Regions from separate parts of the Danio rerio genome. Here region 2 is linked to region 1. Evidence: chromatin contacts called from public Hi-C data. All regions are on one chromosome and are shown on one strand. Each heading gives the region's core, a stretch centred on a gene start, on an enhancer-like site or on the middle of the called end of the contact. The rest is flanking DNA. Distances are from core to core; before and after follow the strand shown.

Region 1 (6,073 bases), core at 2,290-4,789:
GGATTTAGTTATTGAAGATTTGACACAATCCAGGATATTTTTGTTCCTCAAAACTCATCTAAGACTTGTTGTTATAGCAACAGTTCTGATTGCTCAAAACTGCTAGGAAGCAGGCTCATTTCATTAAACAGGATTAGATGGGGTCAGTTCAAGCAAAAATAATACTAAAGTATGTACCAAATGCTGATATTTCCTTACAGCAGTTATATACAGTTGGGAAAATAGTAAATATATTTTTTTAACTATATATATATAAAGTAAACAAATATAAAACTTTTGCAATCTGCACTCGGAAATGAAAGTGCAAAGACTGCCACCTGCTGGTTCAAAGAGAAAATGTATTGATATGAACTTTCTAGATACAAACACGTACATGCACAATATTCCACTTTTTTAAGGATATTAACTTATGCTGTCATGCACGTGTTTTGACCGCTAATATACTGGTGATTTGATGCTTCAAAAAGGTTACAGACACCTTTACCTATTTAAAAATGCTTTTTTGATGCAAAATTAATTTATACAGTTATTCCTTACGCTGATTTAAAAAAATGTGAGTTGGCCTAGGCTGCTATAATAAAGAAAATCTGCTCTAAATGTAGAACTAAATGCATTAATGTGCACTGAAATACATGATGAACACTCATGACACATGATAGTGTAAAGCCTGCAGCTCACAACCAACGTGTACAGAAATTGCGTATAATATTTAACAAACCGTTTACTATGAATTTGATCTCATTTTGCTCACATGGATAAATGAATATTAATCAGATGATGTCATTACGCTGCTGTGCCGTCAGCCAATCACAGTATTGCTGATCATGATTTCGAGGATCGTATTATCTGTCCTTCACAACACACACAGCGATCTCAGATCAGTTTATCCAGACATTTTAATCTGATTCACCAACTTATTTAAAGAGCTAAATTAGCCAGAGATCAGTTATCAAGATTAACAGATTCAGGATCTGCCAAATCATCTTAGATCCTTTAAGCGAGGACCCCGGGTTCAACAGTTTAACCATAGTAAAGTGAAGTATTTATCAATTGCTTGTGTTTTAAGGTCTGTGTAAACACTTTAAGTGAGTTTAAAGCATTTGTGCACAAAGAATTATTATGTGGGCATCACAGTGGCGCAGTGGTTAGCACCATGGCCTCACAGCAGAAAGGTCGCTGGTTTGAGTCCCGGCTGGGTCAGTTGGCGTTTGTGTGTGGAGTTTGCATGTGTACAGGGGAATTGAACAACTAAATTAGCCATGGTGTGTGTGTGTGTGTGAATGAGTGTATATAGGTGTTTCCCAGTACTGGGTTGCAGCTGGAAGGGCATCCGCTATGTAAAACATGCTGGAATAGTTGGCGGTTCATTCTGCTGTGGGGCCCCTGATAAATAATGGGACTAAGCCAAAAAGAAAATAAGTGAATGATGTCTGCCGCTTTAACAGAGTGTGATGGTGTTGAACTATTTACAGGATGAAGAATATACAGCTTTATTGCAGATTATTGTATTTCTGTATCTGTATACTGATCGACTCAATCATTTGCATATTTGCTCTGTTTATCTCTGCTTGGAGTATTTTTGCACTTCCCCACAAAATCATCACAATCGATCTAAAAGTATTAATCAAATTATCTTGAAAATAAACCACAAAAATGATATTTCGCAGTGTACATGTTTTCTATAGCGTGCAGCCCTGATAACAACATGAAGACGCAACACAAACCAGAACAAGCTTACATAAAATCCCAGCAACAAGCCCAAAGTCACACCGCAATAATCAATACAGCAATAATTAAGCAGAATGATTAGAAATGACAGTGATGAGCACAAATTAAACGCTGTACTAAAGATGTGTCTAAAAACAACCTAAAGAAACTGCCCTCCTAATAACTGTGGCTAATGCACACTATAATGTAAAGTACATTTTAAAAATAGATTTTTTATTTAACAGTCGTAATCTCACTGATTAATGAGTCTTAACTACAGGCACAGTGCAGCACACATGAGCATCTCCTCATCGCTTCCTCACACTGTCATGCCTGCAAACCCTTAGTGTCTTTCTTCTGTTCAACATTACTCTGAAGAATGCTGGAAAAACACACACGGACACCCACAGCAGGAACAAAAACACTGCAGAGGTTAATGTCTGGGCGGTTCATTGCGCTGTGGCGACCCCTGATTAATAAAGGCACTCAGCTGAAGGAAATGAATGGATGAAGATGATGTCTGTTGATCCAGCAATACTCAGAATATCTGCATTAATGTTCATCATACTCTCACAGGTAAATAACGACAGAACTATATGTGTGAACTGTCCCTTTAAATCACAGTCAGTGGTCAATAATCAATAATCAGAGCATACAGATGATCAGATCCAGCGTGATGATAACAGCACTGCTCACTCATTCCCTAATGCAGACCGAACTCTAGTGCTGTTCTCCAACAGCAGTTCAGCATGAGAACATGTCATTATCAGAGACAGGCATCCCCTTCAGGATAATGGCACTATAACACACACAGTGTGCTGAGCTGCTGCTGCACTGTAATGAGCTGCAGTCTCTGTGTCGCTGCTTCAGATCGATCATGGTGATCAGCGCTGTGTTAATGAGCTTGATCAGATTGATAATCGCGTTATTCTGCAGTGGATGTACTGATGGTCTGCTGTATAACGCGCTGTGATGTACAGCAGATCTGCACTATAGTCTCCGCCGGCGAGCGTGACGCAGCGGCCCGTTAAACGCGATAAACAGGAAATCGCTGCTGTTCCGGGGGAAGAGGAAATATTAAAACCCCACAAACTTCCACATCCGGCGGACGCGATCACGAATTTATGTGCTTCTTACCGTCCGAGCAGAGCCTGCAGAACCGAATCCGCCCGAAACCGAGCTGAAAACCCCGGGATGACAATAATAGAGCGGGCACGCGCGCGGGCGTCAATGCGCGGGCACAGGCTGACAAAAAGATAAATATGATAAATAAAGTAAATAATGAGATAAACACACACACACTGCTCTAGCGAGGACCAGTTTAGTATTACTGAGTAATTCGTGTGTTTCTATTTTATGAAAAATTATATTTGTATAACTAATAGCTAACGAGTGTTGAGCGGCCGAGTGCACTGCGCATGCGCGAGTCAGCTGATCAGACACCCGATATGATCATACTCATAAAAGTACAGACGAGCTCAGAGTAATGCGAGCTTACAGAGCTGACGATAACACACACACACACACACACACACGATTCATGGGCAAGAAGCCAGCAAAACACGTTTAAACAGCCGATAAACACCGTCAGTGTGTGTTTACCTGTCTCTGTGTGTAAACAGAAATAAATGAGTGCTAAATTAATTTTAAAAAAAAGCGAAAAAATAATAATAGTATGTTCAAGACATGAGTCAAATACAGATACTAATAATAAATTATTCAAAAGTGAGCAAGTTTAAGGCTATAAAATAAGCTGTGTGTGTGTGTGTGTGTGTGAAAGTGAAACGCTGGCGCATGTGTGCGTTTAAATAAAGCTTCCGCTGTTTGAATGCAGTCACTTCCGCGTTTGATCGAGCAGTTTCAGCCTGTTTCTGTCATTATCCTGAATAAACTTCACTTCTCGGCGCTCAGCTGCGGCTCTCGGCGGATTTCGGCGTGTTTGCGGGGCAGGCGGTGTATGTGAGGTGAGTTGGAGCGCTGGGCTGCGGTCAGGCGATGATTAATAAGCAGAAATGCTGCATTATTGAGTGTGTTTGTGAATCTGATCTGTCATCAGTCTCGTGACCCTCCGGCAGCTCTGAGATCAGCTCTGATTGTTGTTGTTCTCCTCTCCTGCTTTCGCCATTACTCTGTGTGTTGACATGAGCAGTGCTGTTGACAGATCTGAGACAGACGACACGGATATAAACACCGCGATATTAGCATGATAACAGGAGGACTGAGGAGCTGTTCAGCACTATACACTCACTGACCGCTTCCCCAGAGCCTGCCATCAGCCAAAAACACAACTCATTACACACTGTTACATTTACCTATATGTATTATAGCTATTAATATTTCCCAGATGATGTTGAGCAGATTCAGGAGTTGTTCTCAGTGTTTCCTCTAATATCTGTTCTTCTGGAGAAAGTCTGATGTGTTTTATTTGGGCTAGAATAACAGCAGTGTTTAATAGTGTTAAAGTCATGTTAAGCTCAATATTATTCTCCTCTTCAGCAATATTAGTGTTGGATAGTCTCCAGAACAAACCACTGTTATACAATGACTTGCCTAATTACCCTAACTTTACCCTAATTACCCTAGTGAAGACTTTACATGTCACTGTAAGCTGAACACTAGTGTCTTGAAGAATATCTAGTCTAATATTATGTGCTGTCATCATGGAGAAGAGGAAATGTGTTGTGAAATCTGCTCTCCATTAATCAGAAATTGGGAAAAAAAACAATAATTCTGCTCATATATAAACACTCTAGGCATGTGCTGGTATAAGATTCTGACAGTATGATAACCTTGGATTAATATAAAATATATTCTTTTCAAATGTCTGGATAAAAACAACATCTTTTTCCGCTTTGAACACAGTATAGTTTATTTAGGGAAATGCTGAAATATATTCGAGCAGTGAAGATGTCGGGCTGAAAAATAATAAATCACTGACTCCTGCTGTCGACATTAGATTTCTAAATTCAGATTTCATTAATAACTATTTAATTACATCATTTAAAATGGCATGTTGCATCTCTTTTGTGCTGGAGATTCTGTTATCCTTAAATGTTAAACAGGGTATCTGCAGGCTCTTAAAAAGACTTTAATCTCAAAAACTATATTTTAGGCCTTAAAAAGTCGAAATATTGTCTTAAATCTTTTTTAAACAAGTCTTAATTTTTTTTGTTCAGGTGTACCCAATCGGGCCAACACTCATCCAATAAATAAATAATAAAACACTTTATTTAAGAAAGTACTTTTGAACTCTGTTTACCATATAAGGTTAATTATGTTCCTTACAATAACATTGGTTTAAATGTTTTCCATGTAATTACTGCTGAAGCTGACCTGGACAGACGGGTGTGCCTACATTTACTTGATTATAGTTTTTAAAACATTTAAACTTTTATTCCAAATTAGTTTTTATTCTTATTAGGAAAAGTTGATGAAAAGTGTATGGACAGCACTAGAGCTTACTTTGACAATATCTAAAATATTTTGCTCAGAATAACTGAAACATTCATTTATTTATTTCTTTTTGGCTTCGTCCCTTTATTAATCTGAGGTCGCCACAGTGGAATGAACCGCCAACTTATCTAGCATATGTTTTATGCAGCGGATGCCCTTCCAGCTGCAACCCAGTACTAGGAAACATCCACACACACCCATTCAATGGACAATATCTAGCTTACCCAATTCACCTGGAATCGCATGTGTTTGGACTGTGGGGGAAACCGGAGCACCCGGAGGAAACCCACACCAACACGGGGAGAACATGCAAACTCCACACAGAAACACCAAGAGTCTGGATATTCATTCATCATGATCTTAAAAATGTCTTGAAGTCTTAAATTTAACTTGCTGAAACCTGCAGACACTCTGCTAAAACCAAACGCAAAAGAAAATATGTATGCCAAATTAAATTAAATAATAAATGAATGCAACATAACATGCTAACAGATCATATAATTAATATAATAATATAATTAAATGGTCATATTGTCAACATTTAAATCAAATCTATTCAACACTCATTCATAGCATATATGATCCACTTGACTACTGCAGTCTTTGCTGTACACATAAATATAATTCACTTTTGTTAAAGCTACAGAGTTTATTACTGTAAATACAGTTATTTGTTATTGTTAAAGCTGCAAACATTTTAATTTCTTGTGCCCAAATAGTTTAAACATTCCATGTTTGACAATCTCTTCCCCAGTAATGGGTTGCAGCTATAAGGTCATCCGCTGCGTAAAACATATGCTGGAATAGTTGGAGGTTCATTCCGCTGTGGCGACCCCTGATTAATAGAGACTAAGCCGAAAAGAAAATGAATGAATGACAGAATCTGAACTGAAACATGCAAAGAGGGTGGGGC
Region 2 (6,073 bases), core at 2,255-4,754, 250 kb after region 1:
ACTTAATGGCTGGCCAGCATCTAAGGATGGCGATATTTTGATGTCCAAAAACAACATTTGGTTGATTTTATGTTGTTAGAAAGTGACCAAGATCCAACATTGAGCCAACATCTTAAACCAGAGTCATATTGATGTCACATGTGAAGTTTATTCATAAACTAATTTCGAGAGGAGCACGTGATTATGATTGAACACGGCTGGTTCTGCATTAGCATGTATGACTCACCAATCAGGCCATTCCTAAGTTAACCCACTATAAAGAGCCAGGGTTTCTCACGATAGTCATCTCCGATTTGAAGAATCCCCCTTCCACCCCTACCTCTCCACCTTTCCCTCCATAGGGCGCATGGTTGCCCAGTAATTAGCACTGTTGCCTCACAGCAAGAACGTCACCGGTTCTAGTCCTTTAACAGGCCGGCGGTCGTTTCTGTGCGTAGTTTGCATGTTCTTCCCGTGTTCGCGTGGGTTTCCTCTGGGTTCTCCGGTTTCCTCACACATTCCAAAAACATGCACAAGTGAATTGATCAATCTAAATTTAGCCCAGTCAATCCCTCATCCTGCAGCACACCTCTTCATAGCATTCAATTTTTAGTCATCAGCTCTTATCAAGAGGGAGTTGTCGAGATCTACCTGAGCTCATGGCTCCCCTCTCGCCCTGCAAATGGGAGGGAGCCCAGGGCTTAAGGATCTTTTGAGCTCAGGGCTCTCTCCGGGGACAGAATGCCAACCTTGCTTATAATCAGTCATCAGCTATGTGTGAACTCTTGAACTGACATTTATTCATCAGGAATGGCAACCAAAATCCAGCATCTGATAGATGTCATATTGGTAACGTCCACACAACGTCAAGCTGTAACATCATTAGACGTTAATATTTGGTTGATTTTAAGTTGGACGTTGGACATTGACGTCAGCCTGATGTTGATTTAGAGGTCAGGACTACTAGTGTCATGTACTCAATGAGGTGTTTATATGTCTGCATGCGTTAGTTCATCCTGTTGAATTACACTCATCTCATGTCTTAATCCTCTGTGTGTGTGAAGTGTGTGTAAGTGTGTGTGTTTGTGTTCTGCTGGACAGTTGTGTTTTGGGCCCATCAGATAATAGTTCCACACAGAATCGCTGTTTTGACTCTGTAAACTCGCGTCTGAACCTGTGAACTGATGGCTGGTTTAGGGTTTGTGTGCCAGTGTTTTGAGCAGCAGTGAGAGCCGTATTGTTTAATGTCTGTGGCTCAAAATAAAGATGGAAGAATACAGTGACTTCATTATTATGAGGAAATGATCAAAACAAATCTCAGCTTCACAATACTGGCTGTCAACACTGTGTGTGTGTGTGTGTGTGTGTGTGTGTGTGTGTGTGTGTGAGTGAGACCGTGTGTGTTAATGTGTGTGTCGTTTACACCTTTGTGTTGGTGATAATGAAGGAATCACAGCTCTGTTTATGAGGTTCACACAGAGACTGCAGTTTTTACATGACAGAACTGATCTATTTCTGTTCTTGAAGAATGTTTTCATTTCCATCTACAATTAAAGCCATATTTAAATATTACACGATAATACTGCAGTCTAATGTTTTTATCACACCATGAAGTGAAACACTTTGTAAACGTATTTTGAATGCAGTCCGTGTTTCAGCTCTAAACCCTGTACACCTTATTATTTTCATAACCATTCATCATCAGATAAAATAACACCCAATCCAAATGCAAATGATGTAATCCAGATTTATGAAAAAATTCATAAAAGATTTACAAACTCACAAAACCATAACAGCGCCAGTGTACTGTGTAGATGTATTTATTAATTATTATTAAATAAAACAAACACAACAGACAGTAATGGTGATTTTCTGCTTGCATATAAAAGAGTTCAAAGCAAATACATACAAATTACTATAATTATATTTATCATAATTATTATTCCGCTTTAGGCAGTGCGGTGGCGTGGTGGGTTGGACATTCACCTCACAGCTAGAAGGTCCCTTTTTTGAGTCTCAGCTGGGTCAGTTGGTGTTTCTGTGTGGAGTTTGCATGTTCTCCCCGTGTTGGCGTGGGTTTCCTCCGGGTGCTCTGGTTTCCCCCACAGTCCAAACACATGCGCCATAGGGGAACTAGGTAGGCTAAATTGTCTATAGTGTATGAGTGTGAATGAGTGTGTATGGGTGTTTCCCAGTGACGGGTTGCAGCTGGAACGGCATCCACTGCGTAAAACATGTGCTGGATAAGGTGGTGGTTCATTCCGCGGTGGTGACTCCAGATTAATAAAGGGACTAAGCCGAAAAGAAAATGAATGAATGAATGAAAAAACTGCAGCCTGATGTCATTAATTGGCCAAATAACCAACAGGCCAGCACATTCAACTGTGCTCAGTCTGAATTTGGCCATCTGCATAATAAAAAATCAAACATTAATATTATAAACATAGAGCTTCTTGAATTTTCTAATCTTTTTTGCAAAAAAAAGTCAATTTTGTAAGTTCATGAATAATAAAAACAGCCTAATTGATATAAAAAATAACATTTAATATAATAATATTATATTTAATATGCTGCTTTTGGTGCTTTAAATCGTAATTTTTTTTTCTTTCAAGAATAAGGAGATTCAAAAATAAAAGTTACTGTAGTAAACATGACTTCACTTACGTCAGATTCGATGTTTTTTTTGGACTGGGCGTTGGACTATAATTATTCGCATTTATTGGAAGCCTTTTTTTGATGCCTTCACAATTTATGATTGCATAGCAGTCAAAATAAGACAAATGAGCTCATGTATGGGACAAATTCTGGACCTCTTATTAGTGGGCGGTGGGTCTTTCAAACCACCCGAACCCCCCTCTAGCTACGAGCCTATATGAGTATGAGTGAAACTGAATGAGTAATCCTTCACTGCAAAACATACAGTATCCATAAATCAGCAGTTTTCCATATTCTGTGCTTCATGTCTTTATTTTTCCTGTTTGTTTTTTGCTTCTGATTTGCATTATGGGATCCTGATCTTTCTTCCAACAACTACTAAAAAAGTGACTTTCATTATCATGTGTGGTAGTGTGCAGTGCTATTGTGTGTGTTGGTGTTGTAGATTACGCATCAGAAACCTTGTAATAAACTGCAGCACATTTTTTGTTATTTTACAGACATATTTCTCTAGATATTATCTCTTAAATAATCTCAAACTTCTAAAATGTCAATAAAATCACTTTGCTAAACTGTAGAGTAAAATTTTCAATATTAAAAATGGACAGAGCAGCACATGATAATGCAATTCACCACCGCAAATACACACAAAACACATAGCATATATTAAACTGTGTCGGATTTGTTATGATGTTAACATGATCAGTTTACTGTATAACTGTCAGGAGTGTTATATAAATAAAATCATCTATGACAAAATGTCCTCAAAGCGCCAGGAATGATCGCTCTGCTCTCGAGCGCCTCTGTCGGCAGCAAGCGGAGTTGCAGCATTGCGTGTTGCTAATTCTGACCCTCCGCGGCTTCCATCCCAGATGAGCGTCAGTCAGTCGGTGACGGGCTTCAGAACCGGAGCAGCACCGGATCATGAGCGCTATCACGGCCTCCTGACAGCTGCACGGCTCGGTTCCGGTGTCAGGGAGCGAGATGGACGGCGGCGAGAGGAAGGTAATGTGGTTTAATGACATACAATCGCTGGCGACAACCGCTGGCGTCGCGTTAGCTTTAGCATTAGCAGCGCTCTCGGGATTAAAGTCCGTAACGGCGGAATAACCGATTAATTCCTCGGTTAAACGCTCGCTCGTGTGTGAGGTGAGCGTTAGGTGTGTTTCAGGAGTGTGTGTAATGGGTTTATTAGCGTTGACGCGATGTTGAGAGCATCAAAACAATGACGCTCCTGTTATGATCAATTACCGCGACTCATCGATTATTAACACGCTCGTCGGTTATAACGGGTCGCGCAGCGGGTATAAGCGCTTATTACAGTATTGTGCTATTACTCTTATGCTCTAAGTGGTGTTAATCTGTGATTAATATAGCGTTGAGTTGGGTATCAGCACACCTGAGGCTGCAGGATCCATCAGGAAACAGTATTGATCATCCACTGCTGACATATGACGAGAAACAATAACAGAAGGATAATCACTCATAAGAGATGCTCTGAGGTGCTGTTTGGAGTTTATTATTTTATGACCATCATCAGAGCTCAGCGGTGATTGAACACGAGCTCTGCTGTTAAGTCAAACGGCTGTGATTTGAGCTGTTTTGGACTGTTTACATTAACAGCGATGCTAAAACGTCAGTGAACTTGGCTGCTGGATGGTCTGGAGGTGTGTGTGTGTGTGTGAGAGAGAGTGTGTGTATGTGTTGTGTGTGTGTTTGTATTTTGTGTTTGTGTGGGTAAGAGAGAGTGCGTGTTCGTGTATATTTTGTATGTGTGCTTGTATGTATGTGAGTGAATGTGTGTGTTTGTGTGTGTGTTTGTATTTTGTGTTTGTGTATGTAAGAGAGTGTGTGTTTGTGTATGTTTTGTTTGTGTGCTTGTATGTATGTGAGCGTATGTGTGTAAGAGGTATGTAAATGTGTGTGTGTATTTGTATTTTGTGTTTGTGTATGTAAGAGAGTGCGTGGTTGTGTGCTTTGTTTGTGCCCTTGTATGTATGTGAGCCAATGCGTGTGTGAGAGTGTGTTTGTGTGTGTGTGTGTGTGTGTGTGTGTGTGTGTGTGTGTGTGTGTGTGTGTGTGTGTGTGTGTATGTATGTATGTTTGTTTGTTTGTTTGTATGTAAGCGAGCGAGCGAGTGTGTGTGTGGAAAATAGTGTGTGTTTGTATTTTGTGTTTGTGTATATAAGAGAGAGTGTGTTTTTGTGTATGTTTTGTTTGTATGCTTGTATGTATGTGAGCAATTGCGCGTGTGTGTGTGTGTGAGAGAGTGTGTTTGTTTGGGTAAGAGAAAGTGTGTGTTTGAGTGTTTTTTTGTGTGCTTGTTTGTATGTGAGCGAATGTGTGTGTGTGTGCGCGTGTGTGTGTGTGTGTATTTTGTGTTTTTGTGTGTATGAGAGAGTGTGTGTTTGTGTTTGTGCATTTTGTGTGTGTGTGTGTGAGTATGTAAATATGTATGTGTGTGTATGTATGAGCCGGTTTCTGATCAGACCTGATCCAGCAGGTTTTTCTGCATTGATCACATCGCTGGCGTGTGTGTGATGTTTCTGTCTGTCGTCAGATCAGTTTCTGAGTTTCTCCTGCTGTTTCCTGTGCGATTCTTCTCCTGTCACTGAACTACTTCTCCAAAGTGAGTGTGTTTGTGTGTGTTTGTCATCTCTAACAGGTCTGTTTGTTTTGAAAGTGGGCATTAATTGTATGTGAATGTGTTGCTAAACTAGTTGTTGTTGTTGTTTATGTTATTGGATGTTGTTCACCACAGCAACTTGTATACAAATTAAACTTCAGTGTGAAAGTAAAGATGATGCCTTTAGGTTCAGGGGAAGGTTAAGGTGTCTTAAAGGCCCATTCACAACAATCACGATAACTGTAAAGGTAATGATGACGATATAATTGTTAAAATGCTTGCCAGTGTTGAAGAACAGCAGAGATCCCAGCAGTAAACACACTGAGGAACGATATCAACACTGTCAGAAGGATTTGTGCCAGCGGATGAAGCATAAAACACTGACAACCAATCAGAATCCAGTCAAAATTAAAGCTCCAGACGACACTGAAGGACAACACTGTTTTTAAAATATTAGCTAAAGAGTGTGATTAATTGGTTATACAATGGGAAATAATGATAAAACATATACATTAGGGCTGCACAACATATGGTTTCAGCATCGATATCGCAACGTGTGCATCCGCAATAGTCACATCGCAGACTATTAAATGTTGTGTGTGAGTAGGCATGGACCGGTATAAGATTCTGACGGTATGATAACCTTGGATATAATTATCACGTTATTGTGCTCACTGCTCTAAAATACAATCTTTTTAACTGTCTGGGTAAAAAACTAAAGCTTTTGTCCCCTTTGAACACAATATATTTATTTTTTTAATATTTTGAAGCAGTAAACATGTCAAGCTGAATAATTCAAATAAATCATTGACT

Evidence for each region. A called contact is a pair of places that touch in the nucleus more often than the background predicts.
Region 2: a contact with region 1 is called in a Hi-C map of hematopoietic stem cells, with 1.6 times the contacts expected there. The contact joins the promoter of secisbp2l here to the promoter of usp8 in region 1. A contact is called at or near these places in 2 of 18 Hi-C or Micro-C datasets (caudal fin and hematopoietic stem cells).

What each region holds. Positions count from the first base shown.
Region 1 is chr18:213,423-219,495 of GRCz12tu, forward strand. It overlaps usp8 (ubiquitin specific peptidase 8), which reads left to right and starts at 3,540. Exons shown (of 19, transcript XM_073930073.1): 1 at 3,540-3,666. gabpb1 (GA binding protein transcription factor subunit beta 1) reads right to left here and starts at 2,869. Exons shown (of 8, transcript NM_001077450.1): 1 at 2,845-2,869.
Region 2 is chr18:464,254-470,326 of GRCz12tu, forward strand. secisbp2l (SECIS binding protein 2-like) reads left to right here and starts at 3,505. Exons shown (of 18, transcript XM_073930100.1): 1 at 3,505-3,639. The coding sequence starts at 3,619.